Linked DNA regions of Mus musculus: region 2 is linked to region 1. The links are chromatin contacts, called in public Micro-C maps. All regions are on one chromosome and are shown on one strand. Each heading gives the region's core, a stretch centred on a gene start, on an enhancer-like site or on the middle of the called end of the contact. The rest is flanking DNA. Distances are from core to core; before and after follow the strand shown.

What was found. A called contact is a pair of places that touch in the nucleus more often than the background predicts.
Region 2: a contact with region 1 is called in a Micro-C map of muscle stem cells, with 5 times the contacts expected there. The contact joins the promoter of Ccn2 here to the enhancer-like site in region 1. A contact is called at or near these places in 7 of 39 promoter capture datasets (the 3T3-L1 cell line, cranial neural crest, embryonic stem cells and 4 more), 9 of 484 Hi-C or Micro-C datasets (the AtT-20 cell line, cortical neurons, embryonic fibroblasts and 4 more), 11 of 115 datasets of contacts at active chromatin or transcription factors (embryonic fibroblasts, embryonic midbrain, embryonic stem cells and 3 more) and 3 of 9 other capture datasets (adipose tissue, liver and macrophages).

The regions. Positions count from the first base shown.
Region 1 is chr10:24,361,200-24,368,808 of GRCm38.p6, forward strand. All of the region lies in intron 4 of Gm15270 (predicted gene 15270), which reads right to left. Among named protein-coding and RNA genes, the nearest start is that of Gm40615, 96 kb to the right of the region's middle. Within about 2 kb of position 6,257, at least 16 of the 459 cell types and tissues checked have an H3K27ac peak or open chromatin away from gene starts, as enhancers often do. A contact at or near this core is called in embryonic fibroblasts and muscle stem cells, where this site is marked.
Region 2 is chr10:24,591,014-24,598,254 of GRCm38.p6, forward strand. It overlaps Ccn2 (cellular communication network factor 2), which reads left to right and starts at 4,429. Exons shown (of 5, transcript NM_010217.2): 1 at 4,429-4,775; 2 at 4,863-5,085; 3 at 5,334-5,585; 4 at 5,719-5,930; 5 at 6,302-7,241. The coding sequence starts at 4,713. The coding sequence ends at 6,598. Gm15270 (predicted gene 15270) reads right to left here and starts at 4,790. Exons shown (of 5, transcript NR_163910.1): 1 at 4,628-4,790.

The sequences.
Region 1 (7,609 bases), core at 5,007-7,506:
GACGCTTTTCATTACATACACACGTTTGTTTCTGCCTGTCTGTACAAGCACACGAGTGAAAGGTCCTTGGAGAGACCAGGGGTGCTGGATCCCAGAGAGCTGGGGTTACAGGCAGTTGTGAGCCACCAGCTGTGGGTCCTGGGAACTGGACTCCTGTCTTCTGGAAAAACAGTCCATGTCTTTAAACAACTGAGACATCTTCCAACGCTCTTTACAACTTTAAATGCAAGCAAAGATGTGCACACTCTACATACAGTCCAGAGGAGAGTATTGGTGGAAGGTGTTGTTTGCCTGGGGAGGGGAAATAACAACCCTATGTCCACCAGAAGTCTGCAGACTTGTTTGTAGTTGATCAATGACTTATTTGAAAAGGAACTGTTTCTGGGACCAGCACTATGGCTGAGGTCCAATTTAGGAAAAGATCTCGCCCAGATGAACATTTACACTTCAGGGAATAGTTGACTCACTTGGCTTCAAAACTTCAAATTATTTCATCACTAGCCATTTTGAAAAGGATTTACAGACACTGCAAGAATTACGGTTCAATAATTTTTACTTTCTGACCCCAAACACAAGTTTATAATAAGATACAGTCTCGAAAAAGATCTCTGATTCTGAAATTGCAAGGAATATTGCAGCATTTTGAAGCTTTAAAAATATTTGAGTGATATGCAAAACATGTATTCAATTCAAATATTAGTAAAAGAAATGAATATTGCCTTATAATAAATACATTTTTAATTCTCTCTCTCTTTCTCTCTCTCTCTCTCTCTCTCTCTCTCTCTCTCTCTCTCTCTCTCTCTCTCTCACACACACACACACACACACACACACATTGCTTTTTGAGATAAAGTCTCACTATGTAACCTAGGCTAGACTTAAACTCACTATGTAGCCCAGGTTGACCCTGACATGTGGTGTTCATCCTGGCTTAACCTCCTAAACTCTCTAATTTCAAGTGTGTGCCACCATGCCCAGCTTAAACGGGTTTTGTACTTTTAAAAATAAGTATCCTAAAAGTTCATTTAACAGTCTTCTCAACTTTTCAAAGCTTTAAAAGGGTTTTACTTTCAAATTCCCATTTGTTTATATGTAGCTGGTAAATCCTTGAGAAAATATCTAATGTTTGCGGACAAAGTTTAAGGCAAGAAGACAGGGTCTTTTCTAATGGAGTTCATATCATGAGCACACACTAGCTGTAACTGACACTTAATTTGCTTATTTCTTTCAAGGACATAAAAATCAAAGAAGAGAAATGATTTTCAGTTATACAAAATCCTCTTTTAGACATTCTGGGAAACATATTATTAAAAAGCTCTTTAACATAAAACCTTTTCTCTCTGTTTTGTCAAAATTCAAAAATAAATGAATGATACACCAATGTGCACCTGTCTACAAGACATTCGTAACTTGTCCTTTGACCTCAACATCTAGGCCTGCCCTTTGCCTGTATTTATCCCTTTATCAATCATTCTTATTTACAAGTTGCTGTTTTTGTCGGCTTAGCTCAGAGGCATATTACATTTTCTAGTGATTTATTCAATAATTCTGGGAAATCATCAGTTGTTTTGATTGTTAGATGGGGCAACTAATTAATTGCTCACTTAACAGATTGCCTCAGACTGTGTTAGCAAATCAGAGTATATTTAATCTTATTTATGCAAATGTTGAGGCACCAGGCTAAAGTTGCCCCTTTAAAAAACGAATTATTCATCACTGTGCTATTTGTTAACAGGGAAGAAGGATTCCTGAAGAAGTCAATCCCCAAAACCATACAGAGGTTGGAGGTCAAACGAGATGGAGTGTCAATTTATACATAGGAATTACAGCTGGGTGTCTCTATTACATCTATGGGACAACATGGTGGCCATGGTCACACTAGATTGAAAAGTGAAAGGAGCCATAGTATGACCCATACCTTGTCATTAGGACAAGTTAAAAGCCAATGTTACAGTTTGTACTTCGTCTTCTATTGGTTCTGGAATAAGCTGTCTTTGAAGTTATCCACTCATGCCATAGAATGAACTAACTCTTACACATGACCAAATCTCAGACAGAATTTTCATACACCTTACTTTGATGCACAGTTACCACCAAGTTGTCACATATATAGTTGTTTGACCATTGAAGAACATGCCTGTTTGACATGAGGAATATGTGGGTATTCCAGAGATATTGAGTTACTCTCAGAACCAAGCAACAAATGCTAAATATCCCTGTAATTTGGATAGTCCCAGTGAATAATATAGTCTACGTCTCAAAGCTAATCCAATAATCAGCAGCCTATCTAAGTAGGTGTTGGCTTAGTGGCTGAGAACATGAACAATCCTGGGTTCCATCAAAACCCAGCCACCCACTAGCAATCTGCCTTAGGCAAGGTATTTGCTCCTGTCTGCCATTCATCAGTGAAATGCTTATAAAGTTATGGTGTAGGTTTACAGACTAAAAAGTAAACGGCAATAGTCATTGGGTTGGCACTCAAAAGGAACTGGAACTCATTCGTAATCATTTTAGGTACAGTTATATCTAGATGTTAGCTGTCAGTTCCAGAGCAGACGATATCTATAGGAGTGTATTTAAACTCCCAACTCATGTCCTGAAACAGCCAGTACAATTCTACTTATAATTTAAATTAGTTAAAGGAGACTTGAACGGAGCACACTGAAAGGCTCTACGTGAAATAGGCAAGAGCAATAGCGACTGCATAAGAACTTTGTCCCAGATTGTCTGGAACTTGACACAAGGAGTACTTATTATCCTGTTTATTTATTTGCACGTTTTGCGTGTACTTATGTAGTTTATGTTTGTGCATCCATTCAGGTATGTTCACACGTGTGTGCTCATATATGTAGAGTTCGGAGGCTGACATCCTGTGCCTTTGGCTAGCACTTTCTGCTCTTCACATTTCATTTTGAGACAGTTTCTCACTGAAAGGGAGCTCGCTGAATGGCAAAATGGCTGGCCAGTGGTCTCTGAGGATCCACCTAACTCGGTTCCTCTTCTACAGAGCTAGGGTCGCAGAAGTGTAGGACCAGGCCTTAGCCTTTTATGAGAGTGCTGGGCATCCAAATTCAGGTCCTGGTGCTTACACAGCCAGTGTTTTACCAACTGTGCCATTGCTTCCACCCCATACAGTGTGTGTCTCAGTGATGCTGATACCCTGAATAACCAGAGAGCCAGAGTTCTAAAGTCCAATCTTAATCAAGTAGGCTTAGTAGAAACTGTACTTAGTGGAAGGAGAACATCATGCAAAAATTACTAAGTAGCCTGGGACTTCCTTATTTTGGTATAAGTGCATTAAATTTGTTAGTAATTTAGTGACTAAAATTTGTGGACAAGGCAGTTTACAGGACTATCAGGTTATAAGGCTTTACATTAGCGAATGGTTTTACAAAGTGCGTTCCAGTAGAATCAGATATCTTCTACCAAATGCAGGTTCATGAGAAGAAGGCATTGAGACATAATCACATTATGTATGCAGGGCAATTTTAACAAGGCTGAGTAGGCAAAAATCACACTATAATCACTAGTTTAAAAAAAAACAAAAACAAAAACAAAATGAAAAAGAACAAATCAACTCTTCCGGATGTTACCTGTAACAAATTGTCTCTTTTAACTGTCCTCTGGTGGGCTTATGGTAACTGTATCAAGCAGGAAAGCAGATTCCTAATGGAGTTCTTAAAACCTGCTGTGTAAACAGTCTCAGAAACTAAAGAAAACAGTTCATGAATATAGGGACCTGATTCTTCCTCTTTCCCCAGCCCCAGGGAATTAAGGTCTCACATAACACAGGTTGCACTTGCTGTTTGCTGCTACAGCAGAAGTTTTCTTTGTAAGCCTTCTGCAAGCAACATTCCGAAGGGGAAGGGAGCTCACTGGTGTTCAGAACTCTGTTGTTTTTCTCCCTAGATGGTTCAAATATATTAACTTGGGTTTCAACTCCTCCTTCCCACAGAAAGAGCAGGGGAAAGTGCTTGTTTTCTTCTGGCCTGGGCTGCGATGTTTTCCTTTCAGCTACAGAGAAGTCTAGAGGGCATATGTCTGGGTCAGAGACAGATGTCAGCTGTGTTTTCAGTATGCAGGTAGGTGGTCTCAGACTCCTTGGCAAAGTAGCCTTATAATGAAATGACTGCAGGGACAAAGTACCTTTGTCAACGTGCCATCACAAGCTGTGCTGCTGTCCCCACTGATAGACTTATCTTAAAGGTTACAGACCACCAGAAAAACTCAAACTCTGCACAGACAGTCGCCTTCAATGAATCTCCCTTTGAAACATAAAATAAAGATCCTCGAGGCATGCGCAGACCACATCAGTTATGCACAGACCACATTTGAGTCGCATAAATACCTTGTGAGCAACACAAGAACCACCTCATTGACCCAAAGCCATGGTGGACAGCTGCCAAGAGACTCACAGTGCAACCACAGAAAATATATCTAAAACCCTAGAAACAACTGAGAGTAAGTGCTGCCAATGAAGCCATGGCAACCTCGTGATCAATTAAATCAAGTAGACCATACTTCTTTGCAGAAACATCTTAGTTTATATTACCTCTGTCCTTTATGTCTATTATTTTTATCTCGATCACGTTCTCCCTGCCTAACTATATAAGCACATTCCTAATTTTGCAGTCTGGTTATTGACCTGTTAAGGCTTCCATGAAGGTACTTGGGAGTCATAGATAGTTCTACAGGCAACAACAATTGATTAGTGTTTGTGGTTTGTGAGTGTGCGCGTGCGCGCACATATCTATTGTTCATACTGATTACTTTAGCTCCATCCTTCTGTACTTCTTTCATAGACATCAAAAAGAAGCAGGAAGTTAAACAGACACTGAATGTCCAGTTCTTTAGGAACTGTGTGATCATTAAAATTTATAAAAGAACTGACTGAGAACCTGAGATTCACATGTGAGAGATTTCCATTTCCAAAGCCTAGGAAGGGAGACGTACTGAAAAATGTCATAGGATAGTGTTAAGCCTTTACGTAGAAGTGTGTTCACTACGTATATTTGTCACAGAGGCAGCTGTATTCTGATTGATGGAAGTTACTTGGTGAAGTAATGCTAAGAGCACAGATGATGTCGTTTGCGGCTTTGGTTTTAAGCATGAGGTCAGTTTTCATGCATTGCAACCGTATAGCACATCATTGCTCTTACCAACATCTTCAAAGTTTAGTTTTACTTCTACAATCGACTTCAATTTCAGTCATCTTGGGACTAAGCTTGGTTCTTTCAATCATTCAAATTTAAATACATCCTAGATGTTTGTTAATATTACCATCTATACATACTACTTTCTTAAATGTCAACATGGTTTGACAGATGGTGGCACAAATAGAATAAAATTGATTGAACTTGATTGAACTTCATCCAATCTCTGGGCTATCCATCACCAAGGTCAAATGAAGCAGCCCATCTAAGCCTGTCGCCCACAGTAGATTAGGAACCAGTGCTGAACATACCCCTGGGATTTGGGTTTGAAGACAGTAGGTTATCAAATGAACATTTTCTTTACATTTCAATAACTACTTTTAAAAACTTGATGGGTCCAAGAAACAAAGACCCAAACCTATTGCCGATTTTAAGAAAAACAGTTTTAGATAGGAAAGAAAAATATAGTATTATGTGGGTCTCTTAGAGTCTGAGGATTTAGGGACGAGGTGGACTTTTGTCCCTCTGTCATTGCTGCTTTTACTGTTCAGTATTCGGTATGTTTCTCAAAGGTTCCAGCAGTGACAGTGCCCTTTGCTCCTCTTGAAGGGGATTCCTCAACCCGAAAGGTCTCATCAATAGGAAGCTCATTCCCATGCGGTTCCTGTGTTTTTCACCAGACATTTTTGAGGTCCTGATGAAGTCCAACTATTTCTGTGTGGACCACATAAATTTTACGCGAGTCATTCCATTTATTTTTATTTAGGGAGGAACCTGTCAGGAATTTGCTTTACCACAGAACAGACACTTTCTGTGATTATTATTTGTTCTTTGTAGAGTACTGGTGGGGGTTTTGAAGTGTGAGATGTCCAACAGAGCTGAGAATTTAAAGGTCATGCTTATGGGAGAGAAACCTTTCTCTCTTGGCACGTGGTAAAAACGAGTGGTTATAATTATGAGTTTGGTCTTGGCTCTTTACACAGCTGCTTCAATTATTTCAAATCTATTGTCAGGTTTTGTTTTAAAAAGTGAATCAGGCCAGTGAGATTATTCATACCAATGACCTCATCTTGTGGGCATGTGCCCATCATTTGAGTGACTTCTATTTTACTGTGTATCATTGTCTTTGACATATTAACAATAAGATTTAGTCTATCGTGGTGAGAAAATGTCAGATGCAAATGAAAAAAATTCTGCTTGTGGTTTGAGTGTAGGAACACACATGCTCACATCTCAGACACGAAATGTCATTGGTGGCTCTTCTTGTGGGCGCACAAGACTAATGTGCAAGAGTCTGTGTCATTCCTTTCGTTTCCTCATGAGGAGGAGGGAAGAAAGGGGCACAGCTTTGGAATCAATCTCTCTCCTCACAACTTTGTAAATGTGCCTCTATAGGAACTGTGCTCATACCAGCTCTTCTTGCAGAGCTGCAAATGTCATGTTTGTTTCCCTTTATCTCTTCTGGGTTCTCACTTTGGACCTCCCTCTTCCTTCCTTCCTTCCTTCCTTCCTTCCTTCCTTCCTTCCTTCCTTCCTTCCTTCCTTCCTTCCTTTCTCTCTCTCTCTCTCTCTCTCTCTTTCTTTCTTTCTTTCTTTCTTTCTTTCTTACTTTCTTTGTTAGTTATATATTATTATATATACTATATTATATATAATATAAAATGTATATACACCAATATATGTATTATATTAGTGTACTCATATAATATATATTTATATATACTATATACTACATAATGCATAATATACTACATACTATATATGATATATAAATTAATACATACTGCATAATATATAATATACAGTATATAGTATAATGTATGATATATAATACAACATTTATAATGTAATATATGTAATAGGTAATAGATAATAATATGTAATATGTAATATAATATACAATATGATGTGCAATATATGATATGTACTGTATAATATATAATATGTATACATATAATATAGTTTATATAATATGATACATAATACATGATGCATAATACATGATACATAGTAATACATAATATATAATAATATGTGTGTAAGTGTGTTTTGTGTGTGTGTTTGAGTTTGAGTGTGTGCACACATCTGTGTCTGTGGTGTGTGTGTGTCTGAGAATGAGTGTGTGACACTGTGTGTGTATGCCTGTATGTGTATGCGTTCACATACATTTGGAGGTCAGAAGTTGACACTGGAAGTCTTTCTTAATGGCTATTCACTGTGTATGCTGACATGGGGTCTCTCTCTCTCACTTGAAGCCAGGGCTAACCAGTTCAGCAGTCTAGCTAGCCAGCTTCTTCCAAGGATGCCCGGCCTCTGTTTCCTGAATGCTAGTGCTGCAGTTATAGGCAGGGAGGTAGGCACCTTGTGTAACACCTATTGACTGCTGGGCATCAGAATGCTGTACACAGCAAGTGCACTACCCACTTAGCTACCTGCAAGGAAATTTATTCCTGGAC
Region 2 (7,241 bases), core at 3,179-5,678, 230 kb after region 1:
TATCCCACACCTCACCAAAATTCTGGGGTGTGTTCATGTATAGTTATCAGCTGTCTCCCACTACTTTCATTTACTTCCGTTCCTTGGAATAAACACTCCATCCCAATTTGTTCCTCCTAAACCTGTTGATTAGTCCCTCCAAAGTACACATTTTAATAAATGAGTATCTCCCTTCTAGATTTACATAACCTATCACATTTCATATTGCACTTAATTCAATTGGAAAACAGGGCCAGATTCTCCCTCATTCGCAATACTTTTGACTTGCCACCTGTAAGAGAAGGCTGGGGCCTTAGCAACACTTGTGCTCTCTATCGCCACCTGCTGTTAGCACAAGCCTAGAGTCAGCGGAGAGGACTAGCCCAGTTTAACTTGAGAGAATGTGTAGGGAGTACCTCATTAAGACAGAGTGTCCTCCCTCTCCTCCTCTACCCCAGACTACAGGTTCAAGCAAGGAAATGAGCAGGCAAATGTTAAACAAACCACACAGAGTAATTGCCTTCTGACCAATACCTTTGCGTCTGAAAATATCCTAAGAAAATTAGAGAATTCATTATAAAAGAAGAAAAAAGCAGGAAAGCAATGAATGTAATTTCCATAGCAAACATCCATGCTTCCTTCCAACTTCTAACTCCCTGTGAGAGGGCACACTCCTTAAAACTTCATCAGAAGCAAATAGGTCCAGGAAACCAAGCCACGGTCCCTGAGGGTTTTAGAAAAATATTTATTACTATTTTTCAAAAAGACTCTGGCATACGCCCCCTGCCCCGCTTTTCTGGGAGGGAGAGGGGTGGAATTCATTTACATGACTGAACCTAGGACACACCAGAAACACTGGGAAGCCAGTTCCCCAAGGATCCTAGGACAAATCTCCCCGTTTCCAGATGCCCTTATAGGGCTAGAGTCATACTTCCTATAATGCTGACAGCCCAGTGTATGTGTCGCACATGGGTTTTGGCTTTGAGTCACGTTCCACCAGTATGTTTCCCTGAGACTTTTGATTTCCTCTTTGAGGGCTGGCACTGACTTCCTGCTTGCTCTTATAAGAAAATGTCTACAACTGAAAACTGAAAATCTGCAAGATTCCTTCCTTAAGTACACAAACACTCCAAGTCTGGTCACTTTGCTATTGTTCTGCTGGATTCTCTCTCTGTCTTATCGCTGATCAAGTAACCTTTTTAGAGGGGGGGCAAAAAACATTGTACAAGACTCAAGCAAAAGAGCTGAGTACATCATCTCACCCATGCATACCGTAAGTGGCCACCTTAGTGAATTCCTCATCTACTGGGAGGGTTGGTTGGGGTAGAATGTTCTCTTGAAGTCACTAAGTAAACCCCTGTTTAGAAGTCAAAACAACAACTTCCTTCTCCATACAATTTCAAGGATTTGTTTCTCCCATGCTGTCAATCAAAAAGGTTGGGCTAGGGCAGAGTTGGCTGAAGTTGTAAGAAGCTGCTACGTTCGTTTTACTGCCCAGGTGCACACAAACATTTGCTGAGTCATTTATAAGGATGTAAGAAGTCAGGTCCCATGGCATGAACCAAGGCTGGTGTGTCAGTCTTTCCTTCTGGATTTCCTGGCACTTAATGACCTGCATCATAATAAAAACATACTTTCCAGTCTGTGAATGTCTTGAATGTCCTCTGTCACACACCCTTCTCCTTCTGTCCCATCTTGTCTGTATGATTTGTGGAGAGGTAGTCTTCTGTCTTCACCCTTTCAAGTGTTTTGATTATAAAGCTCCAAGCTACATTTCAAATGCACAGAATATTCTGAGATTTTCATGAGTTGGTTGTATATTTCAATAATCTAGTTCCTCTTAGTTAATTATTAAAAACCATCCATTTGGAACTAACTATGGAGTTACTGAGAATTTGAGGTGTGAATTTTATAGTAAAACCTAGTATTATAATGCTGACACTTTTTAACAGTAGTGCAGGATGATAATATACTCTAAATGGAAGGTGGAAGGGGGGAAAGGCAAAGGGAGAAAGGGAGAGGCAAGGGAAGGAAGAAGAGAGGTGAAAATTAAAGTTAAAACACAACGCATCTGTTTCCTGAGAAGTTAAAGGTGGTTAATCCTCACTGAGAGCAACGAAATCGAGACTTCTTATCTTCCTGTTCTGAGTGGGCGTCGGTCGGGCTTCTCTCTGTGACTTCCCTTAGCTTTATGAATGGCCGTTCTAAAAACACTGCCCAAGTTACTCAATTATAAAAAGCCCAACCACTTACCCCTGTGACTGAGCCTGCCCCCTGGATACAGCAAGCCATTGGTGGCTCTCAGGTGGACTTGTGGTTTCAGAGACTGCTCCAACTCTCCTGGCTCCCCTCATCACATTGCAGGCTAGAGAGCTCACCTCAGAGCCCACATCCCACCCCAGATGAGCCTCACCCTTCCCTTCCCTTCCCTTCCTCACTCATTCCACCTTTCTGACCATTGCTGGTAGATATAATTGGGAGTTTAAGACTTGAAAGATTTCACTGTGGCTTCCCACATAGTTTGGACTTTAAAAAAAAAAATATCATCAAAGAAGACAGCAAAAGTGCAAGGCCAAGTTGCCTATACTACACATGTGGCTACTCACATAACTTGCCATGTTCTTTCTTTAAATAGGAAGTCTCGGGCCTCTTCTCTTTGAGGAATGCTTGGAAAGAACATTGAATAACAATGTCAGAAATCCTTCCAGCACTGCAGAGGCTGCTCACACTTCAAGCCACTCACACCTTTCGCTGTTGACATGTAACTGCACTGTACAGCATGTGGCTGGCTTAACAAGGTAATTGTGTGCAGATGATGTGGTCAGCCACTTGAAGTGGCTAACTCCCTTACCCCCTCCCACCATCGCCCCCCGCCACCCCTGCTAATCATCCATGGATGGATTGAAAAAGTTTTAAAACTGGCCCACTTAAATGGGCTGTTTTCATGTTATAAATCTATAGTGTGTTGTCTCCAAAATTAGTCTTTGCCGATATACTCAGTTTAAACTTATAGTCAGAAACACCAACTATGAGAGGAAGCCAGTGACAAATGATGTAGCTTTAGGGAAAGCATGGGATGGTCCCAGAATCTTTCTATGTCCAATGAGAATTGGAGATAAACACACACACACATACACACACACACACACACACACACACACACACACACACACACACGCAAAGAGAGACAGAGAGAGAGAGAAAGAGAGACAGACAGAGAGCCAATAAACAACACAGGTCCTAAATGAATGCACAGTGTATAAAATTGGTCCTTACAGAAACTAAGTAGCAGTTCTAAGAAACAGAGACTAGCTTAGATACATTGTTTACTTTTAACATCAACACACGAGCAGGGGATAAAGCTGTGCTTTCCTTGATTTAACCTCCCTCCACGAGCCTGCAAGCTATTTGAGTAGCAAGAGGCTTCATCACTAATTGTAGACACTTGGGGAAGTCAGTAAAAATATATTATGCACTGATGCTTAGTTTATAGCCGGATTATAACTAGATACAACCGTCTATGGTTTTGCTGTTATGTAAACAAGTGCTTTACTTCAAAACAGAACAAACCCCAACAACATCGTTAGATTATGGGTTTTAGGATAAGTTAAAAAAAAAAAATCCAAGCCTGGACCTCAGTACAGCCATGTTTAAAATATCCCAACTGAACCCCTACTGGCCTCCTTATACCTCTTTCTTCTCCCACTATATTCCCTGACACTTAGCTTCTGAACACAGCCATTTGGTCTGAACTCATAAACTTATTTTTCTAGAAAAGCCATGCCCAGTCATTCCCCTTGCCTCCCTGGACCCTGAAGACAAGTTCTTACATAAAGAGTGCTGAAAATCTCCCTGGGAACCTACATCCTTGGCTTTCATATCTTTCAGCCATCAAAATGGTTATCTCCAGTGACCAAAGATCAAATGCCTGTATTTCAGATACAAAAGTTGCACATAGGAATTCTGGGAGGAGAGGAGGCATTTCAAATGGCTATAAGCACCCTTCTCCTCTCAGTAGAAGAACACCAAGAGACTACAGCCCCGTAAAGAAAAAAAAAAATCCAAAACAAAGAAAAATATTTTTTTTAATTTCTAGGGGCCCATGGTATTTGCCTCTTGAGCTATTTGAGTCTTGAGAAGTTTTTATGTCAGTAGCCAGAACTGGCAAAGAGATTTTTAAGAAGAAAAGATCAGAGAAATAATCGTTTATTTCTAAGTTATATTTCATCAGGAGGGGTGAGAAGATGATATGGAGAAAGTTTTACTTCTTGGTGTTGTGCTGGAAACACAGCGCCTTTTTTTTTTTTCCTGGCGAGCTAAAGTGTGCCAGCTTTTTCAGACGGAGGAATGTGGAGTGTCAAGGGGTCAGGATCAATCCGGTGTGAGTTGATGAGGCAGGAAGGTGGGGAGGAATGTGAGGAATGTCCCTGTTTGTGTAGGACTCCATTCAGTTCTTTGGCGAGCCGGCTCCCGGGAGCGTATAAAAGCCAGCGCCGCCCGCCTAGTCTCACACAGCTCTTCTCTCCAAGAAGACTCAGCCAGATCCACTCCAGCTCCGACCCCAGGAGACCGACCTCCTCCAGACGGCAGCAGCCCCAGCCCAGCCGACAACCCCAGACGCCACCGCCTGGAGCGTCCAGACACCAACCTCCGCCCCTGTCCGAATCCAGGCTCCGGCCGCGCCTCTCGTCGCCTCTGCACCCTGCTGTGCATCCTCCTACCGCGTCCCGATCATGCTCGCCTCCGTCGCAGGTCCCATCAGCCTCGCCTTGGTGCTCCTCGCTCTCTGCACCCGGGTAAGCCCCGGGACTGACGGAAGGGACGGAGGGAGGGCAGAGTGAGCTGCGATCACAGACTGACCTCCCTCCCCTTCCTCTCCGCAGCCTGCTATGGGCCAGGACTGCAGCGCGCAATGTCAGTGCGCAGCCGAAGCAGCGCCGCACTGCCCCGCCGGCGTGAGCCTGGTGCTGGACGGCTGCGGCTGCTGCCGCGTCTGCGCCAAGCAGCTGGGAGAACTGTGTACGGAGCGTGACCCCTGCGACCCACACAAGGGCCTCTTCTGCGATTTCGGCTCCCCCGCCAACCGCAAGATCGGAGTGTGCACTGGTAAGACCCTCAGCCCCATTCCAGCCCCCTTTGCAGAGGCCTCACCTTTTGGTGTTGGACCACCACCTCTCTCAAGTCCAGCGTGATACCCTCTAGAAAAAGAAAAGCCCCTATCCGCAGCTGCTTCCAACCGGCCCCCTGCAGTCCTGACCCTAGCTCGTCACCTTGACATGTACAGTGATATAGCTAGCTGTTCTGATCCCTGTGACCCTACGCCTGACCTACAACTTTGTCTTCCTCTCCCGCAGCCAAAGATGGTGCACCCTGTGTCTTCGGTGGGTCGGTGTACCGCAGCGGTGAGTCCTTCCAAAGCAGCTGCAAATACCAATGCACTTGCCTGGATGGGGCCGTGGGCTGCGTGCCCCTGTGCAGCATGGACGTGCGCCTGCCCAGCCCTGACTGCCCCTTCCCGAGAAGGGTCAAGCTGCCTGGGAAATGCTGCGAGGAGTGGGTGTGTGACGAGCCCAAGGACCGCACAGCAGTTGGCCCTGCCCTAGCTGGTGAGTTGTCACCTTCAAAGTTACTGTTATTCATTCTCCCCAACTTCAGGGCCAATGCCCAAGTCCACCAAATTAAGGGGAAATTGTCCTATCCGGATGTTTTACCTTGTGTTTGTGTGTTCTGCTCTCACAGCCTACCGACTGGAAGACACATTTGGCCCAGACCCAACTATGATGCGAGCCAACTGCCTGGTCCAGACCACAGAGTGGAGCGCCTGTTCTAAGACCTGTGGGATGGGCATCTCCACCCGAGTTACCAATGACAATACCTTCTGCAGACTGGAGAAGCAGAGCCGCCTCTGCATGGTCAGGCCCTGCGAAGCTGACCTGGAGGAAAACATTAAGGTACATCCTCTGCCCCTAGTCACTCCGTTTTACAGAATGACAGGGAAGAGAACCGAGCTGGCTGTCTCACCTCCCATGTTATTAGAGGCCTGTTGTCTCCAGAAATATCTAACCATGGAGCTGTCTGGCTAGAATGAGAGATGCTGTAACAACAGCTGCCAGTTTTCCACTACAAAATTCCCCGTGGTGCTAGTTAATTCAAGACACTCCAAATGAGGCCATGGCTATTTTTGGAAAACTGGCAAATGAAACTCCCAGTCTCTCCCCTCAGAATATAAACACAAGTCAGATGACATAGGGCTAGTCTACAAAGGCTTGAGGAAGGCCACTCCCGTTGTAGTAATTGCTGTTTCTCCTTCTGTCTTCCTTAGAAGGGCAAAAAGTGCATCCGGACACCTAAAATCGCCAAGCCTGTCAAGTTTGAGCTTTCTGGCTGCACCAGTGTGAAGACATACAGGGCTAAGTTCTGCGGGGTGTGCACAGACGGCCGCTGCTGCACACCGCACAGAACCACCACTCTGCCAGTGGAGTTCAAATGCCCCGATGGCGAGATCATGAAAAAGAATATGATGTTCATCAAGACCTGTGCCTGCCATTACAACTGTCCTGGGGACAATGACATCTTTGAGTCCCTGTACTACAGGAAGATGTACGGAGACATGGCGTAAAGCCAGGAAGTAAGGGACACGAACTCATTAGACTATAACTTGAACTGAGTTGCATCTCATTTTCTTCTGTAAAAACAATTACAGTAGCACATTAATTTAAATCTGTGTTTTTAACTACCGTGGGAGGAACTATCCCACCAAAGTGAGAACGTTATGTCATGGCCATACAAGTAGTCTGTCAACCTCAGACACTGGTTTCGAGACAGTTTACACTTGACAGTTGTTCATTAGCGCACAGTGCCAGAATGCACACTGAGGTGAGTCTCCTGGAACAGTGGAGATGCCAGGAGAAAGAAAGACAGGTACTAGCTGAGGTTATTTTAAAAGCAGCAGTGTGCCTACTTTTTGGAGTGTAACCGGGGAGGGAAATTATAGCATGCTTGCAGACAGACCTGCTCTAGCGAGAGCTGAGCATGTGTCCTCCACTAGATGAGGCTGAGTCCAGCTGTTCTTTAAGAACAGCAGTTTCAGCTCTGACCATTCTGATTCCAGTGACACTTGTCAGGAGTCAGAGCCTTGTCTGTTAGACTGGACAGCTTGTGGCAAGTAAGTTTGCCTGTAACAAGCCAGATTTTTATTGATATTGTAAATATTGTGGATATATATATATATATATATATATATATTTGTACAGTTATCTAAG